Regions from separate parts of the Macaca mulatta genome. Here region 2 is linked to region 1. A link is a contact called in public Hi-C data. All regions are on one chromosome and are shown on one strand. Each heading gives the region's core, a stretch centred on a gene start, on an enhancer-like site or on the middle of the called end of the contact. The rest is flanking DNA. Distances are from core to core; before and after follow the strand shown. Region 1 holds the start of H4C8 (H4 clustered histone 8). Region 2 holds the start of H2BC8 (H2B clustered histone 8).

The links. Hi-C and Micro-C count contacts between places; a contact is called where the count stands out from the background.
Region 2: a contact with region 1 is called in a Hi-C map of fetal cortex germinal zone, with 5 times the contacts expected there. The contact joins the promoter of H2BC8 here to the promoter of H4C8 in region 1. A contact is called at or near these places in 4 of 14 Hi-C or Micro-C datasets (fetal cortex germinal zone, fetal cortical plate and liver).

What each region holds. Positions count from the first base shown.
Region 1 is chr4:156,826,563-156,833,157 of T2T-MMU8v2.0, forward strand. It overlaps H4C8 (H4 clustered histone 8), which reads left to right and starts at 3,605. Exons shown (of 3, transcript XM_078000864.1): 1 at 3,605-4,102. The coding sequence starts at 3,640. The coding sequence ends at 3,951. TRNAM-CAU (transfer RNA methionine (anticodon CAU)) reads right to left here and starts at 2,586; the gene lies at 2,515-2,586.
Region 2 is chr4:156,890,993-156,897,587 of T2T-MMU8v2.0, forward strand. It overlaps H2BC8 (H2B clustered histone 8), which reads left to right and starts at 2,469. Exons shown (of 2, transcript XM_078000869.1): 1 at 2,469-2,851; 2 at 4,798-5,109. The coding sequence starts at 2,509. The coding sequence ends at 4,871. H2AC8 (H2A clustered histone 8) reads right to left here and starts at 2,287. Exons shown (of 1, transcript XM_001087578.5): 1 at 1,606-2,287. The coding sequence starts at 2,177. The coding sequence ends at 1,785.

The DNA of each region.
Region 1 (6,595 bases), core at 2,355-4,854:
AGGAGATTCTTCATTACATTCTCCTCAGCAACTTACTAAGGAGGGAGAAGTTGAGTGACAACTTGTAGAACAGATCCTTCAGCAACAACATGCCTCCCGGCTATAGCCGCAAAAGCCTTTGCTTTTGTTTATTCTTCCTACTCCTCATTCTCCATCAGGATTTTTAGGCCAATTCATAGACAAATCTGTAATGACAATATAATGGCTTTTTAAAATCCAATCAGACAGTGAAATCTGTGCAAGTTTATCTTTCTTTAATTACTCAACTTATAACAATAGGTAGGCATAGATAAAAAATGCTTACAGGATGTGATCTTGATAAAATTATTGTTTCCTTGGATTCCCAACAACAGGCCGCAGTATGGGAAATGTCCACTGCACGGCAAATCGCTTTTGCAGATTTTGTGGGGATAATAGATAACCATTATCCATCAGACAAAATTTTGCAATTTTATAAAGTTCACCCTTTTATCCTCCCTGTAATTACTCATCACAAGCCCATTCCAGGTGGAAGGACTTATTTTACTGATGGCTCTTACAAAGGCCGCACGGCTATTTATGTAACTAAGCATACTCAAACAATAAAGACCTCTGGAGTTTCAGCTCAGTGTTCAGAGTTAATGGCAGTTATTCAGGTTTTAGAGCTCACAGCTTTATCTCCTATGTTGTCTGCGATTTAGCCTATGTTGAAAATGCAGGTAGTTGCATTGAGACTGTCACTATTAAGGGCACCCTAGAACCAGAGCTGCTTAATTTGTTTCTGAGACTTAACAAGCTATTTGCTCTCGTGCTGCTCCTGTTCGCTTTCACATGCAACTTCCTGGACCACTATCTCAAGGTAATGATAAAGCAGATAAATTAATTGGTTCTGTGTTTCAACAAGCCCAAGCTTCCCATACATTACTGCATCAAAACACCTCTGCCCTTACTTCTATGTTTCATCTGCTTTGCAGCCAAGCTCAAGCTATTGTGCAAGCCTGCCCCACTTGTCAGCATGTCCCTGGTGTTGCACCCATGGAAGGATGCGACCCATGAGGCTTGGCTCCAGATGAAATCTGGCAGATGGATGTTGCACGTACAGCAGCCTTTGGCAAACTTAGCTATGTTCATGTGACTATAGACACCTACTCCCATATGTTACATGCCACATATCAAACAGGGGAAACTGCTGGCCATGTCCGATGGCATTGTTTGTCATCATTTGCCCATATGGGAGTCTCTAAACAATTAAAAACTGACAATGGACCTGCTTATGTTAGTCGTGCTTTTCAAAAGTTTTTACAGTTATGGGCAATCACTCATAAAACAGGAATTTCTTACAACCCCAAGGACAAGGTATTATAGAGTGGGCACATCAAACACTATGGTGTATGTTGAGAAAAACGGGAGAATAGGAGACCAGCTACCACCTTAAATAAAATCACATTTAGCCTTGTTTACTTTAAATTTTTTGACTCCTGGTATGGATGGTAAGACTCCGGCAGAACGACACTGGCAAGTGTTAGAGGGAAAGAGGCAAGTTTATCCAAAGGTGTTATGGAAATCCCTGGAAGGACAATGGAAAGGCCCAGTGGATTTGCTGACGTGGGTATGAGGGTATGCTTGTGTTTTTACAGGAGATGGACAAACCGTGTAGGTGCTCTCCAGATGTGTGCAACCATGGAACAGGAGACTGGTGGGATCCATGGATCGCAACCACGGGCCCGGTTCCCCCAGTACAAGCCATAGGCTAGTTGAATCTGAATGCGAAAATGGAACGAGGGCTGACTGGAGTCACATTGACATCCACCCCCATAACATGGGGACAGATCAAGAAAACCACGCAGGAAGCTGAGAAAATGCTGGAGTGTCAGGGTCAGGCAAAAACTCCTGACTCGATGGTCTTGGCCATACTAGCTGCAGTCTCCTGTGCGGTGTGTTTCCCCTGTGTAGAAGCAAAAACATATTGGGCATCTGTTCCTAACCCCTGAGTAGTGTGACTTGTACTCCAGAGTAACACTCCTCCTGAGGTATATCGTGATCAGTGAGCATGGACTCCAGGATCCTTAACTCCCCCGACAGAGAACAATTAGATTCTCAGAACAATAGTATCAATTACACCGCCCCATTGGAGGGATTCCCTTTATGTATCACCAAGGATACGTCGCTCAATGGCAGTTGCCTTACAGTCCAATCCCAGGCATGGTTGAGTCACCATGGAATAATTATGTACTTCTTAAGCCTTAGCTCTATTAATATTACTGGTGGATTGACTAATCTCTCCTGGCCCCATCGCCCAAAGTGTATTGATTATTTTTTTTTTTTGAGACGGAGTCTCGCTCTGTCACCCAGGCTGGAGTGCAGTGGCCGGATCTCAGCTCACTGCAAGCTCTGCCTCCCGGGTTCACGCCATTCTCCTGCCTCAGCCTCCCGGTTCACGCCATTCTCATTTTGTTTTCTTTCATTATTGTTTAACCTAAAAAAATTGTAACTAGAAAAAAAAATTATTCGGAAGAGACAAGGGAAAAAAAGGTCTAGCAGAGGATGGTTTCGATCCATCGACCTCTGGGTTATGGGCCCAGCACGCTTCCGCTGCGCCACTCTGCTCCTCCATCACCAAGCCTTCCTCACAATACTCTTAACTACTTACAGGCGATGCGCTCAGACCACTTCGTATTTTAAGAGCGAGCCTACGATAAGTTGCCTATTTCATACTTTGGCTACCACAGGTTGCCAACTCACTTTGGAAAAAGGCGTCTACCAGAATCAAACAGAAAACAAAACTAGGGATAGAAAAGTAAACATCAATACACTAGTGGGCTAGGTGCGAGAGTCACTCTGTAGTAGCTCACGCCTGCAGTCACTGCACTTCGGGAGACGAACGCAGGCAACATAGCAAGACCCTGTCTCAATAAAACAAAAAAAGGGGAAAAAAAACCCCCCAAAAACCCACCCCGAAACCCACACACTGGGTGCAGTTGTGAGGGGCACTTAGATATTGAAATGGCAATTACAAATTTTAATAAGTAGGGAAAGAAGAGAACAAACTGGGAATAGAATCAAGCCTCCGCGCGGAGGGGGATAATTCTACCACGAATCACTAACCTACCATGTCTTCGCCATCGGGAAGAAAACCGTTTTGGTTACGTTTCCCTCGGCTTGATGATAGAGAGGGTGAAATCTTGCAATTGTCAAACACTTCCGAAGGAGGTTTCGGTCCGCATGTGCTTTACAGTAGGCAGCAGAAATGCCAGTCACTGTGACCTTGGGGACAAAGCTGGACTCCTCAGGCTTTCAGTCCTGTGGACCGAAGCTCGTCTCCAATTGTCCTAAAGCAACTCAAGAAACAATTGATAATAATTTAAACATGTTGATTTCTTTAATCTGATTTAGCTGTTAAAACAGCCGTAAAACTCCCATTCCTATTTCCCAGCAATTGCGAGAGACGCCTCCACGGAACCCGCGCTCAGATGTCAAAGGCTGAAGTTGTTGGTGACATCATCCAGGGCGGGCTGCATAGGGTGAGACCAAGAAGCAGGACCAAAGTTCCCGTATGCGCGCTTTCAGTCTTCAATTAGGTCCGAATTCCCTGCATATAAGGGCGTCGTTGCTCTCCTCGGCTTTTAGGTTCCTGAAAGCGGCTTTGGGAGCTGGTTAGTCATGTCTGGACGTGGTAAGGGTGGGAAAGGCTTAGGTAAGGGAGGCGCTAAGCGTCACCGCAAGGTTTTGCGGGACAACATTCAGGGCATCACTAAGCCAGCCATCCGCCGCCTTGCTCGCCGCGGCGGTGTCAAGCGTATTTCTGGCCTTATCTATGAGGAGACCCGTGGTGTTCTGAAGGTGTTCCTGGAGAACGTGATTCGTGATGCAGTCACTTACACGGAGCATGCTAAACGCAAGACTGTAACAGCAATGGATGTGGTCTATGCGCTGAAGCGACAGGGACGCACTCTTTACGGCTTCGGTGGTTAAGGCTCCCGCTTACTCCACTCAGTATTTCTCTTTACAACCAAAGGCCCTTTTTAGGGCCGCCCACTTTCTTCGTAAAAGAGCGGACATCTTGTTATCCTGTTCCAGGTTTTTGCTGAAAAGGCAGTCGTTGTGCACTAGTGTGCATTTGCAGGTAACGTTTAATTTCTTGTGGTTAATCGCGCATGTTTAGGATTTGGGCACAAAAAACTTAAAAGTTACTATTTCCTATTTGGGGGTAGTTGGTATGTTTAACGTTTAGTTTTCTTGGACACCTTAGGGCGTTAGATAGCAGTGAGTAAGCTGTATTGGCACGGTTTATAATTCTCGTGGGGCTTTCCTTTTCAGTTTAAGCTTGAAGTGTTCGTAAGGATCTCAAGGATTACGGAAGTTGTAGGAAACTCGGGGAAGACTCCACGTTACTGTTTTCAAAATGGCGGGGAGGGCTGAGAACAAAGAAGCCTCGCACCCAGGCGGCGGTCCTTAAAGGCGAATCCGTGAGCGCAACAGATCTCCCTGAGTAGGATCGTAAATCTAAGTACAGGCGGCGTTTACGCTGCTGCTTTTGACTTGGTGACAAAACTGGTCAGCAAAAGGTAGTGTGGGGTAACAATATAAATGTTCATTCGAGAGCTATTAAGTACTGTTTCCATTAGACCTAATAAAATGTGTTTCTGCGTATTATAAGAACATTAAAAGAGTATCGCTTAGTGAGCAATATAGAAACATCACCAAAACCTATTTTTTTTTTTTCTTGAGACGGAGTGTTTCTCTTTCGTCCAGGCTAGAGTGCAGTGGCGCGATCCTCCGCCTTACGGTTTCAAGCGATTCTCTTGCCTCAGCCTCCTAAATAGGTGGGATTACAGTCGCCCACCTGATTTTTGTATTTTTAGTAGATCCGCCCGCCTCGGCCTCCCAAAGTGTTGGGATTTATAGGCGTAAGCCACCGCGCCCGGCCTGGATTGGCTTTTCTAATGGTGTCATTTTACTTGGTTTCTATACTCTGTCCTGAGCAGAAGTGACTTTTGTATACTTAGTTGAAATCAGGTTTATATTCTTGTCAGGAAGAGTTTATATGTACATACTGGTGCACCACATCAGAGACATATGTCTGTTTTATCTACGTTGAAGATAATAGGACAATTGCTGGTTTAGGATGATAGTTACATTGTAAAATCAGATTTTTCCTCTTTGTGGTCAGCAAGCAAATTGTAGGGTTCTAAGTTTGAAATTGGGAAAATCAGTGGAGTTACTTTGAGTGTCATCTTTTTCAAAGATATGGACTTGTGCATTAATATGAAAAGAACGATGTTATCGGAGCTAAAGCACTGGTTTGTATGAGGACATAAAATTAACAACAAAAATTGAGCACATAACATATGCCAGGTACCGTTAATGGCTCTGAGAATTATAGGAGTGAATGACAGTGAACAAAACAGTATTTTCTGTATGCATGGAGTCTATTGGGTGTGCGTTCACACATGAAGTAAGTAAAACTATCAGATGGTGCTAAGTGCTATCACTGAAACAGGCTAAAGAGGGAGGAGGTGATGTTTAAATATTTTTTTGAGGTAGGGTCTTGCTCTTGCCCAGTCTGCAGTGCAGTGGTGCGATCTCGGCACATTCCACCTACACCTCGCTTGGGTTCAAGCAATTCTAGTGTCTCAGCCTCCCGAGTAGCTGGGATTACAAGCATGCGCCACCACACCCAGCTAATTTTTGTATTTTTAGTACATGTTTGGTTAGACTCGTCCTGAACTCCTGCTTCATGTGATCCGCCTGCCTTGGCCTCCCAAAGTGCTGGGATTACAGGTGTGAGTCACCGCGCCCAGTCGAGAAGGTGGTCATTTTAAATGATAGGGTCAAGGAAAGCTTTACTGATAAAGCGATAGTGGAGAAATAAAGACTCGAGAATATTCCAAATAGAAGACCAAGTAGCAAAGCCTGGAGATAGCAGAGTTATTGTGGCTGGGCAAAAGGGCAGAAGAGGTGCAGAGGAATGGAGATGAGGTCTGAAAGGCAAATGGAGGCAAGCTGTTCCTATATGGCCTTGTATGTAGGCCAGTGTAACTACTTTGGTTTTATTCCTAGTGAGGTGGGAGCCACTCAGGGTTTTGAGCAGAGGACTGAGATGATCTGATTTATATTTTAAAATGAGCTGTCTGGATGCCTAATGAAGAATAAACTGATGGAGCCTGGATAGGAGCAGAGATCAGTTAGTAGGGTACTAAAAAAAAGGAGTTGAGATGGCAGTGGCTTGCTCTGTGTATTAGTGGTAGAGGCTCTGAAAAGTTGTTGGATTCTTTATTTATTTTGAAAGAAGGTTGATAGTTCATTTCTGAGCCACTGAGTGTGTAGAGTATGAGAGAAAGAAAATTTATGGATGATTCCAGTTATTTCACTGACAGCAACTGAAATGGAGGTATCAGTTGCTAAAAACGGGGAAGAATACTCAAGGAACAAGTTTTGGGAAGAATTCCATATCTTAGTTTTGGACATCCAGAGAGAGTGTGAGATGCTTATTACACATATCTAAGAGGAAGATATACGAAGGTAAGCAGTTTGATACACAAATCTGGAGTTCAGAAAAGAAGTCTCGGCTGGAAACGTAATTGAGAGTTTTTACTCCTATGAGAGTAAAAAAGCC
Region 2 (6,595 bases), core at 1,219-3,718, 63 kb after region 1:
GCCTGGCTAGTTTTTTGTATTTTTTAGTAGAGACGGGGTTTCACTGTGTTAGCCAAGATGGTCTCGATCTCCTGACCTCATGATCCGCCCGTCTCGGCCTCCCAAAGTGCAGGGATTACAGGCTTGAGCCACCGCGCCCGGCCCAGATCAGTTCTCTTTACAGAGCCTGGTGTGATGCAATTAGTTTTGAGATTTTTTTTTGTGGAGCAATGTGACTGGATTTCTACTAAAGTTGAATAATTATGCTTTACAGTGTAGTCCATTTATAAATTTCGTTCATAAAGCTAAGTTTTTGCTGCTGGTTTTTTTTTTTTTTTTTTTTCTTTCCTAAACAGGATCTTGCTTTGTCCCCCATAGCTCACTGCAGCTTCGAACTCTTGGGCTCAATCAATCCTTCCCCGCCTACTTCTCCCAAGTACCTAAGATCTCAGACCAAGCCACCATGCCAGGCTAAGTTTTTCCTTTTTTTTTTTGAGACGACGGAGTCTCCCTCTGTTGCCCAGGCTGGAGTACAATGGCACCATCTCGGCTCACTGCAACCCCCGCCTCCCGGGTTCAAGTGATTCTCCTGCCTTAGCCTCCCGAGTAGCTGGGATTTCAGGAGCCCACTGCCAGGCCCAGCTAATTTTTTTGTATTTTTAGTAGAAACCTAATTTTTAGGTTTTGCCATGTTTGCCAGGCAGGTCTCAAACTCCTGACGTCAAGTGATCTGCCCCCCTCGGCCTCCCACAGTGCTGGGATTACAGGCGTGAGCCACCGGGCAGGGCAGGCTTTTTACTTTTTGTGGAGATGAAGGGGGTGTCTGGCTTTATTGCCCAGCCCGGTCTTGATAACCTAGGCTCAAGCGATTCTTCTGCCTTGGTCTTTCAAATTGCTGGAATTACAGGTCTGAGCGAGGGCGTTAGGCCATTACAGCTTAGTTTCGTTTAGTGTTGACTTTAGAATACTATGTTAATTGCGCTTTTTGAAAAGAGAAACCCAACAAACACAAATCTCACTGGAGGAATGTGGCCTTTTTTTTTTTTTTTTTTTTTTTTTGAGACGTAGTCATGCTCTGTTGCCCAGGCTGGAGTGCAATGGCGCGATCGTGGCTCACTGCAGCCTCTGCCTCCCAGAATCAAGCGCTTCTCCTGCCTCAGCCTCCCAAGTTGCTGGGACTACAGATGACCGCCACCACGCCCGGCTACTTTTTGTATTTTTAGTGGAGACGGGCTTTCAATTATGTTGGCCAGGCTGATCTCGAACTCCTGACCTTGTGATCCGCCCGCCTTGGCCTCACAAAGTGCTGGGATTACAGGCATGAGCCACTGAGCCCAGTCGGAATGTAGTCATTTTTAAAACTTAAAAAGCCCGCCCTGAAATGCTAATGGGCAGCTATCCTTCTTTGTTCTCTTATTACTGTATCAATCTTTCAGCCTTTTCTGACAAGTGCACATGAATAAACAGCCTATGTGAAATAATAAAACGTATACACACCATGGACTTATACACAAAATAACGTAGTGACACACCTTGAGGTGTTACAACATCGGTTCCTATTCTTGTGTACCTTTATAAACGCATTTTTACTGCAGACACACCAGTAAGACAAATTAGTGCACGAAATGTGAGCAAGGATTTCAATCATGAACTGACCAGTAACGTTAGAAGCATTCGTAAAACTAGAACAGGGTTTCAGGCATTGTATGTGTATTCCAGCACTTTACAGAAAAAGTAGGTGGCTCTGAAAAGAGCCTTTGGTTTCTGGGACTCGGGGTCACTGATGGACTCGACTAGTAATCATTTCACTTGCCCTTGGCCTTATGGTGGCTCTCCGTCTTCTTAGGCAGCAGCACGGCCTGGATGTTGGGCAGGACACCGCCCTGCGCAATGGTCACGCGACCTAGAAGCTTATTTAGCTCCTCGTCGTTGCGGATGGCTAGCTGCAGGTGGCGCGGGATGATGCGGGTCTTCTTGTTGTCGCGAGCCGCGTTGCCAGCTAGCTCCAAGATCTCAGCGGTCAGATATTCCAGCACCGCCGCCAGGTACACGGGAGCGCCCGCCCCGACTCGTTCGGAATAGTTGCCCTTGCGGAGGAGGCGGTGGACACGGCCGACTGGAAACTGCAGCCCGGCCCTGGAAGAACGCGTTTTAGCCTTTGCCCGAGCTTTGCCGCCTTGCTTTCCACGTCCAGACATAGTGGCTTCCTAGCAGCACGAGAGATAACAACCAACAGGATAAAGAAAAAGAATGTGCTCGATGGAGGAATAAGAAGCTAGTTATAGTCGTCGGTAGAATTGTAAAAGGCGCAGTTTGATTGGTTAAAATTATTCTTTGACGAAACAACCAATTAGAAAGGAAATAAGGTGAAAGCTATTTTACATGTATGCGTCACTAACACATTGCCCAATCAGTGCTGAATAATTTGAGTTCTTTATTTGCATAAAAGACGTATAAAAGGAGAGACTCTAGACACGAGCTGTTATTTAAGTGCTTTCATCCTTACTGTTGTTCTTAATTTCTGACAATATGCCTGAGCCAGCTAAGTCAGCTCCTGCTCCCAAGAAGGGCTCCAAGAAGGCTGTGACCAAGGCGCAAAAGAAGGATGGCAAGAAGCGCAAGCGCAGCCGTAAGGAGAGCTACTCCGTATACGTGTACAAGGTGCTGAAACAGGTTCACCCGGATACCGGCATCTCATCGAAAGCCATGGGCATCATGAATTCCTTTGTAAACGACATCTTCGAGCGCATCGCAGGCGAGGCTTCCCGCCTGGCGCACTACAACAAGCGCTCCACCATCACCTCCAGGGAGATCCAGACGGCCGTGCGACTGCTGCTTCCTGGAGAGCTGGCCAAGCACGCAGTGTCCGAAGGTACTAAGGCTGTCACCAAGTATACAAGCTCCAAGTAAATGTGTGCTTAGGCACTTTAGAACTCAAAGGCTCTTTTCAGAGCCACTCAAGTCTCACATAAAGAGCTTTAATGCTGAATATCACCGCTTTCTAGGGAATAATTTTTCCAATTTTGTAGTTCCAGCACTTTGGGAGGCCGAGGCGTGTGCGGATCTAGACTAGCCTACCTAACATCGTTAAATCCCGTCTCTACTAAAAATGTAAACAATTTGCTGGGCGTGGGGCAGTTGTCTGTAATCCCAGCTACTTGAGAGGCTGAGGCAGGAAAATCTTGAACCCGGAAGGCGGAGGTTGCAGTGAAACGAGATGGCGCCTTTGCATTCCAGCCTGGGCGATAAGGGCGAGGCTTCGTCTCAAAAAAAAAAAAAAAAAAAAAAAAAAGCACGAGATACACGTATTCTGTGTTGGCAAGATCCTGTAATCCTAGCAGTTTGGGAGGCCGATGCATGAGGCTCGATTCAGCTCAGGAGTTAACAGGTTTACCTGGGTAATATACTGAGAACTCATCTCTGCAAAAAATGAAACTAACCCGTTGTGACTCGTTGCGTCTGTACTATCACTTACTCGGTAGGCTGAGGACGTAGGATAGCTTAAACTGGAGCTACAGGCTGCAGGAAGATGTGATCACGCCACTGCAATTCCAGCCTGGGCGACACTGGTAGGGGTAGGAACAGTAGTCTTTGGGTCCCTGAAGATCACCTGACAAGTTTGACTCTTCTGAGCATTCTGTTGTGGAGTTTGTTGTGGAGGGACTACCATGGGCATTGGCAATGTATAGTTGAGCTAAAAATCTCGTTTTGGGCCGGGTGCGGTGGCTCACGCCAGTAATCCCAGCACTTTGGGAGGCCGAGGTGGGCGAATCACGAGGTCAGGAGATCGAGACCATCCTGGCTAATATTGAAACCCCGTCTCTACCAAAAAAATACAAACAAAATTAGTCGGGCGTGGTGGCACTTGCCTGTACTTACAGCTACTCCGGAGGCTGAGGCTGGAGAATCCCTTGAACCCGCGAGGCGGAGGTTGCAGTGAGCCGAGATCGCGCCACTGCACTCCATCCTGGGCGACAGAGTTAGACTCTGTGTATATAAATATATAAATATATACATATATAAAAATATATACATATAAATATATACATATATAAATATATATACTATATATAAAAAAATATATAAATATACATACATATACCTTTGAACCCGGGAGGCGAGCCTGGTGGATCACTTGAGGTCAGGGGTTCAAAAACAGCCTGACCCACATGGTGAAACCCCGTGTCTACTAAAAATACAAAATTAGCCGGGTGTGGTGGCGCATGCTTGTAACCCCAGCTACTACGGAGACTGAGGCAGGAGAATCGCTTGAACCCGGGAAGCGGAGGTTGCAGTGAGAAGATCGCGCCATTTCACTGCAGCCTGGGCAACAGAGGGAGACTCCGTCTCAAACACAGAAACCATTAGTTTATACTCATTAATCAAATTTCTAAAATGGGACCAAAAAAAAAAAAAAAAAGTCGCTACTCCATAGTACTCCATGAGCAACCTCAGGTTTCTGAAAACGACAACATAGCACTCCAAAGTATGGTGCCTTGACACAGTGAACATTCTAAGAAATTAGTAGAACAACATAGACAGGAATGTTCTTATGACCTTCCTCTGAAGCAGGTCTTAAGACCTTCCTGTGAGTCTTGCACAGTATGAGAGGAATCGGAACAAATAGACATTGCTCGATTTCTCCTTGTTTATTATCCTTGGCTCATATTATTTTTGTCTCGTTATATTTCTGCATGACTCTCTACTCTTCTTCAAACCTAGTGCAAAAACACTCAGGTTTAACCCCTTCTTCAGGTCTTTATTTCCTTATGTCATGTAAAACTTTATATTAAATGTATATGTTTTTCTCTTGGCCAGGCGCCGTGGCTCACGCCGGTAATCCCAGCACTTTGGGAGGCCGAGGCGGACGGATCACGAGGTCAGGGGATTGAGATCATCCTGGCTAACACGGTGAAAACCCGTCTCTACTGAAAATACAAAAAAAATTAGCGGGGAATGGTGGCAGGCGCCTGTGGTCCCAGCTACTCCGGAGGCTGATGCTGGAGAATGGCGTGAACCTGGGAGGTGGAGCTTGCTGTGAGCCAAGATCGCGCCACTGCACTCCAGCCTGGGCGACAGAGCAAGACTCCGTCTCAAAAAATAAACAAATAAATAAATTTAAAAAATAAATGTGTATGTTTTTCTCTTGTTAATCTGTATTTTGTTTCAGGGCCCCAGCCAATGAACATAAGATGGGTAAAAGGAAACACTCTTTCCTCCCCTACAACACACACTAGGGGTGGATGTGCATCTGTGTTCTGTGTGTTTGTCTTTGTGGAGTACAAAAGCTGGCATAACATAGAAAAGGTGTGGAGAAAAGTAATCCTAGAATGAAAATATTTGAGAAGTGTGTTTGCTAGGGCTTCCAAAACAAACTACCAAGACTGTGTGGCTTAAAAAAATTAATTTTGTCACAATTCTGAAGGCTGCAAGTTCAAGATCAACCCAGTGAGCACGATTGATTTTTTCTTGGGCCACTCTCCTTGGGGTTTCCCCTCTCTGGTCTTTCCTCTGTGTGTGTGGTTTGTTTTTTAATATAATCTTATAAGGACAGTAGTCAGATTAGATTAGTACCCACCCCTAAAACCTCATTTTACACCTTTAAAGACCTTATCTCCAAATAAAGTCACATTTTCAAGTACTTGGTATTGGACTTCAACGTTTGAATTGTGGGCTGGGGACAGGCAATTCAGTCGATATCAAAAATTATGGTGATTAAGCTTCTAAATAGTACACGAAATAAGTATTTCACAGGCATATCAAACTCAGCGCAACTAAAACAGACCTTATGATACACTACCTAGCTTCACTTACTCATCCAACTTTGAAATCTAGTCCCCATTCCAGAGTATTCCCTTTTCTTTTATGCAAATACTTAAAAATATACGTCTTACTGATTCTAACTTCTAATTTTATGTTAATATTGTCCATATTTTTGTTTACTGTGGCTAAAAACTGGAAATATTAATGTTGAAGAGTTAGACTTTGCCTAAAACTAGGTTTTATCCCTAATGGAATATTATGCAGCTGTTAAAAATAATGCTTTTAAAAAAGATAAACGACATAAAATATGCTCATTGCATTGTATAGGATAAATCCAAGTTGCCAAATAGCGTATTCTTATTTATGTGACATCACACACACACACATTCACATGCACACACACACTATATAGTTTTAGGAAAAAAGAGTGACTATAAGGGTCAATGCCAAAATGTTAAGAGTGCTGTTACATTTTTTTTGGTGCAATAGCTCCTCTGAAGGTAACTTTCTCTATTTGTCTCTATCCAAAACTCTCCATGGTGTGGTTAAGAAATAGGAAACTCTCCCTAGGCCCTTTCCTCTCCAAGTCTCCCTGCCCTATGTTAAGAAAAATTAATTTATTCCACAGGTAATCACTGAGCACCAACTATGTACCAGCTATTATCCTATGCAATACAAAAATGAATAGAGTAAATTTAAGATATACTTACTAAGGAAATTGAAAATCAAGACAATAGAATATCCTCGCATAAAAGGAAAAAAATTTTAAAAGTGTGAAATGACTGTAAGGAACAGGGGAACAAGAAGGATTAAGGCCAGAAAGTGACATAATTTACGGTCAGGTCATGGTTAC